2 separate regions of the Mus musculus genome follow, and region 1 is linked to region 2. Evidence: chromatin contacts called from public Hi-C data. All regions are on one chromosome and are shown on one strand. The core of a region is the stretch at or near the end of the contact, and the rest is flanking DNA. Distances in the headings are between cores, read along the strand shown.

What was found. Hi-C and Micro-C count contacts between places; a contact is called where the count stands out from the background.
Region 1: a Hi-C map of cortical neurons shows a contact between it and region 2, with 6 times the contacts expected there. The contact joins two enhancer-like sites. A contact is called at or near these places in 1 of 39 promoter capture datasets (hippocampal neurons), 2 of 484 Hi-C or Micro-C datasets (the HPC-7 cell line and cortical neurons) and 1 of 9 other capture datasets (embryonic stem cells).

Annotation. Positions count from the first base shown.
Region 1 is chr16:74,004,666-74,007,739 of GRCm38.p6, reverse strand. The region is part of intron 6 of Robo2 (roundabout guidance receptor 2); the gene reads left to right. Among named protein-coding and RNA genes, the nearest start is that of Gm22163, 53 kb to the left of the region's middle. Within about 2 kb of position 1,824, at least 6 of the 459 cell types and tissues checked have an H3K27ac peak or open chromatin away from gene starts, as enhancers often do. A contact at or near this core is called in cortical neurons, where this site is marked.
Region 2 is chr16:72,994,748-72,997,710 of GRCm38.p6, reverse strand. It overlaps Robo1 (roundabout guidance receptor 1), which reads right to left. Exons shown (of 29, transcript NM_019413.2): 19 at 2,552-2,594. Among named protein-coding and RNA genes, the nearest start is that of Gm52247, 37 kb to the right of the region's middle. Within about 2 kb of position 1,645, at least 15 of the 459 cell types and tissues checked have an H3K27ac peak or open chromatin away from gene starts, as enhancers often do. A contact at or near this core is called in cortical neurons, where this site is marked.

The DNA of each region.
Region 1 (3,074 bases), core at 575-3,074, 1.0 Mb before region 2:
TATTGAAACTTATCATAGTAAAATGTATTAGCTAAGATAAGTATGCATAAAGTCCACACACACATAGATTATAAAGTTTAAGGTACAGTAATCTTTGGTCCTGGTTTTCAATGATAAAATAGATAAAACCATTTGTCAGCAGACATAATTACAGAAAGAATGATTCAGACATTGTAACTGAAACAGGCAGTTTTCAAGTGAACAGAAAATAAATAGATTCACTTACAGATTTTGGTAGCTAGAAATCATATGCTCATACAAATGGCCTCTTAACTAAAATGATTTGACAAGTTCTCAGAATACAAAAACGTTAAAATCTCTAATCCATTTGCCACTTTTAAACAAAGAAAAAAAGCATTGGTTAAAACATCATAGTATGTTCCTTGTTCTAAGTTATAGCTGTCACCTACAGTGAGTTTCATAAGTTATTTCCAAATTTATCCTTGTTTGAAACAATTTCTTAAATTCCCATTGGACTGGAAATAAAGAATAGCTTTTTGACACATTATACTTTATCTGAGAAAGTCTGTCATTTCATAAATCTGTCTTGAGTGACTTACGGCAGTGCTCAGAAGTATGAAGAGCTATACTTCAAATGTGACAACTGCTATGAACTTGGGAAATTGAAAGTTAGATACATTTTCATTGGATTAGTAAAGAAAAGGCTCACAATGATGAGATTAGACTGCCACGACACTGCATTAGCTCTTACAATGGCTTTCAATATATTAAATATAGACATTCAAACTTTTAGAATAATGCTCAAAGGCACACAACAACTGAAATAATGAATTACATGCATCATTGAAAACTCATTATTATTCAAATGTGTTAATGGAGTCCAAAACAAGTATTTCACAACTTTGAGGATCTTAGAGATTGCATAAAGAGTATTCTAAAACAAATATCATACAGAGAGGAGAAAATTATGTTCTAATTCTAATACAAATAGGGGAATATATTTTCAAATAAACACATAGTCTAGAGAAAAGTGCCTGGATTCTTCTAATAAAGGATTTTAAGGGAAAGTAAGAATCAACTTCAAATTCAGACACACGTAAGACTTCAGAAAACAATCACTCTGTTATTCCAAATGAAGCTTCTTTGTGTTCTTCAGGGAAGCCCAATTTGGAATCATTGAGAACTTACGAGTGAGAATCTGTCCAAAGATGACTTAGGAGAGCCAATTGAGTTTTAAAGTGACAACAAGATTATTTCACCATGCAAATCACAATTGGAATTGTACGCATGCATTGCTGCATTTTGAGATTCTATATAAGTTTGATTAGATATGGGTTGTAGAAAGTATTTTGAATTTCATCAATTGCACACTTCTCACTAGAGAAAAAGATTTACCATATTACACTTAGTCATTTGGAATGTCGCCAATGCCTCAGAATGAGTCCTCTTATCTGTTATATTTGGGGTTAGCACAAAATCTAGATCAATGTTTCTTTGATAATGAATTCACCAAACCATTCTGCCTTATTTTTGACACTGTTCCTAAGGCAAGACTCATACGGAGAGCAAAAGTGCATCTGAGGGCAAAGCTGGCTATGAATAGTGAAGTATTTATTTGTTTACTTGGAAATGTCTTCTGACAATATGAAAATGATCTCAATAGGAAACCTACCTCCTTTCCTATAACCATCTGGTTTATTTTCCCATTAGAAGTCTTTCTCCAGCATAAAAATAAAAATGAACATCTATTTTGGAGATGGGCAACACATTTTTTTTCTTAGCAATAATTCAAAACACGATGAGCAATTTGGAAAAGAACTGTCAAATCTACCAGCTGCCTCGCCTGTGAAGTTGAGCTCTCTTCCGTTTTGTGTCTTATGTACCATATGCTAGCTGCTGATTGCCTCAGTTATAGTAGGAAAAGCTGAGTGGATCAGGTGAAACTTTTGGAAATCATGAATTACAAACACCCTATATAACTTCACAGAAATCTTTAATCATTTACCAATTTAGTCACACACACACACACACACACACACACACACACACACACACACATGCACACACACACAATGTTTTCAACATTTTGATAGAACGTGTTAATGCAACTATTTATAAGTAATTGAGAATTACATGTTATTGCACAAACACCCATATTAAATGATTTAATTTTAAAGAAACAGTGCTTGAGAAATGTCTCAGTAGTTCAGAGCACTTGCTGCTCTTGCAGCATACACATGGCGACTCATAACCATCTGTAATTACAATTCATGCTGATCCCACATCCATTTCTGGCATCCATGGTCACTGTACATACTCGAAGAAGTACCATACATGCAAAAAAACAACATACATACACACACACACACACACACACACACACACACAAAACTTTTGAAGAAGAATGAAAAAAGCCTCCATTTTAAACAAAAATCCTTATGGACTTATCCACACATTAGCTAGTTCTGCTTATATGTTAGAGTAAATTTTAATTATTGGATGACCAAATAATTTTTTCTTGAATTTAACAAACAATCAAAAGACCAAAAAAATTCTATTTGGAGATAATTACAACACATACATGATTTGGAGTCTAAGATGTCAAATATTTCCAATCCTTTCATGTTGCAGTCAAGCTTGGGATTTAGTATTTACACATCACTTAATATGCTAACTATTTCAATAACTTTTAAAATTAGGAATCTCATAGGTCTTACACTTCCACTTGAAATATCTCCTAAAGATGTCTTGAGTGTGTTTTGCAAGATCTATGTTTTGATTCTCAGCCTTCCGTCTCCCTCAGAAGAACTGTTACTCAGGTGACCTAAGGGGGTCATCTCTTACTTGCAAGTGCTATGTTTTCTGTACATAGCACTAAAAAGCTATGTGTTCCTATTGGCAGTGTTTTTTTTAAATTAACTATTACTGAAGCCCGCTTTTTTCACTTTTTAAAATATTGATAGCTTACATAAAAAGTATTGTTTATGTCTTACAAATTTCAATAGTGTTCATGAGAAACGTTATCTTTGCAGAGAGTAATTTAAGGAAGCAATGCAATCATGTATTACTTCTAACACTGAAATAACTTCAGCTGTGTAAGTCACACTATGTAA
Region 2 (2,963 bases), core at 396-2,895:
TATATACTGCACAATGTCAAGTTCCAGCATGCACAGCAGACAATGTAATATGGGCTAGATAACATGGCAATCTAAGATTCTCTGGGGTTGATATAATGCCCTTGGATCCTACTGATACCAGTTTCTTCAAGAGTGCAGACATGACTAACACACATCCCAAAGAGCATTCTTGCCTAAACGGGCAGAGAAGTGGCAAGAGTAGTTTCAGTGAAACTAGATTAAGTTGGGACAGCCCGTGTGTTCTTCCAGAAGAGGTGGGGGAAATCTAGAGTTAGCAGACAAATGACACTAGGGAGAAGACAAGGGCAAGAGATGCTCCGTGGATGCAGGGTGTGAAGGCATCTGGCGTGAAGGCTTTGGTTGCGGTATCATCGACCTAGTGACGTGCTGGGTCTGTTAGGATCCAGAGTCTGAGAAAGAAACCGGGAGCTGAAGGGATGAACGGACAGGACTCAGCAGTGACATCTGATATGGTATGCTTTCTCTGCTCCATCAATACACAAACGCACACATACACGTACACACACCCGTGCATTCACAGGCACGGACACACACACACACACACACACACACACACACACACACACAGCACACAGCCGTTCCATGGCTGGAAATGATGTTGTCTTCCCAATGAACCACTTTCTGTATTCTATTTTCCTTTCTCCCCCGCCATGATTAGCAAAAGTTATGACCATAGAGTAGACTTTTAAAAGCATCCATGGTCTTTATCGTTCATCTTGTGCTTCTCACTCTACAGTGAAATCCAGGGTGGCGATTTTATGTAGTGGCTGCTACACAGAAGTTCATTATAGCTAACGAATCAATGTTTAAAACTGTGTAAAACACAAAACAAGACAAAGCAACCACTGGTCACCCCGAGCTTCAACTCTAAAACCTTTGTTAACTGCGACTTCCCCAACACTCCACAGTCTCTCGAGCCTTTCGCCATTTCACTGATGAAAACGATGATTTCTAGTGAGTACCGGACAAAAATCCACTTTATTCTAAGCATCTGCTTCTAAATGGAGACAGTTATGTCTTCACTGCCAGTGGACTTTCAAGTAGAGAGTTTGGGGGCTTTGCAATTCTTCATTTACAACAGAACCACTTACTGCTACGTAGGAATTTCTACCCTTGTTTCCCCGGTGGTAATTTTGTTTCCATAGGTTGCAAAATGCTTTAGCTAAGAAATGGGGGCTTATATTTTATTTTTTACGCATGTGCATGTGAGCTTGTGCACGCATGTTCGTGCACAGAGGCTACTGCCAAGAAAACTGAAGCCTACAGCTTAAGTATATACACAAAAGGTGCTGGCTAAACCACCAGGCATTCCAGATTTCCCTAAGAGGAAACGCTTCGATGCCAGAGGCTCCTGTGTGAATGCCGGGGCTGTGACTTACATGGAATTCCCCAGAACACAAAAATATGCTGTGGTTTAATTGGTGAATCTAGTGGATTTTTTTTTTCAGACTTCTTAGCTTTGGCAGTGAGTTGGAGACTGGCTTTGTTTCACAGGTATGAAAACAAGAAGTTAATAGTATCCAGGAGTGAAGAGATTAGAGCCTATTGCAAAGCCCTGGCTAGACGCAGGCAACCTGCTTCATTCAAATCCGTCTTTGTTATACAGCAAGTTCAGCAATGTTCCTGCCCGCTGCTTCTTAGATTCAGGAATCACACCATATTCTAGTAGTTAAACACATTATTCATCTCGACACTCAAAGGCACTCAGCAAGTTAAACAAATTTGAATTATAAAATAGTTTGTGTTGGATGGGTTTTTTTTTAATTTTTTCTTTCTTTTTTAAAAAATCATCTTAATATTACTGGATTTTTTGGGGGGTGGGATAGGTGGGGGTGGTGGTGAAAAAAAATCACCTTATTGTGGAAAATCCTTAAGCCTGTGTTTTATCCTCTGCTTCAGCCCCTTTCAGCTTTCTGCCACCTCGATTTGTGATTTCTCTGTGAATACATTACAACTCACTGAATAATAATCACTAAAAAAACATAAATGTGGGATTGAGGTTCATCTTAATTAGAGGTGAAAAAAAAATCTCTTTGTTAACAAGCTACCTAGATTTCTTCTTGCAAATGTACTTTTCCCTCCATATGTAGATGTGAATTATGCTAAATTCCTGCGGAGAACAAACATCACCCACAAGTTCCGAGCAACTGCCGCGTTCAGCAGGTTTTCAAGGGAACACCTTTCTTTGATCGTGTCTGCTAACCAGCTATATTTCTTAATCTTCCTAAGTGCCAAGGCCTAATCACTTTAACTCCTTTTCATCATTTGCTAAATCAGCACGCCTGCTTTTCTTGGGTAAACTGCTCCCTCTCGTGGTCAAGAACTGAGATGCAGCACTCATACAATAACTGCAAAAATTCCTTGGTTAACAGCTGAAGGGAGAGATCACTTCAAAGTAGGTGAACCAATTCAACATGGAAGTTTCACCTTTTAACAAAGGAAGCAATGTCAAAGACCAAAAAAAAAAAAAAGAAAGAAAGAAAGAAGGAAGGAATACCCATTTGGATCTAAAAACAAGCAAGATAATTACCTCCCTCCACTGCTGACGGCTTCGCCTCCTCTTTGATAAGTTACTAGAATATTATGAAAAAAAAGAGAGAGAGAGAAAGAGAACAATTAATAGACATGCTTATATAGCGGGAGCCATTAAATTCATGAACATCTTTCTAAATGCCATTCAATTTCCCTTCCTATCTAGAGGCTTTATAAAAAACCACTGCAAGATGTCACAGATTTTTGCTCTAGGAATGTTATAGAAGATGATTTTTAGAATAACCATACATCATTTTTAATTTCTCAGTGTCTCTCAATATGATTGCAAGGAGCAAAACTAAAAACTCCAGGACACTGTTACTAAATGGAACTAATTCTGATGTGCACCTGTAAGGATTTGTTCAGACTTTTTCACGAGATTAGATAGTTCTATGACTTCTGTATGTATA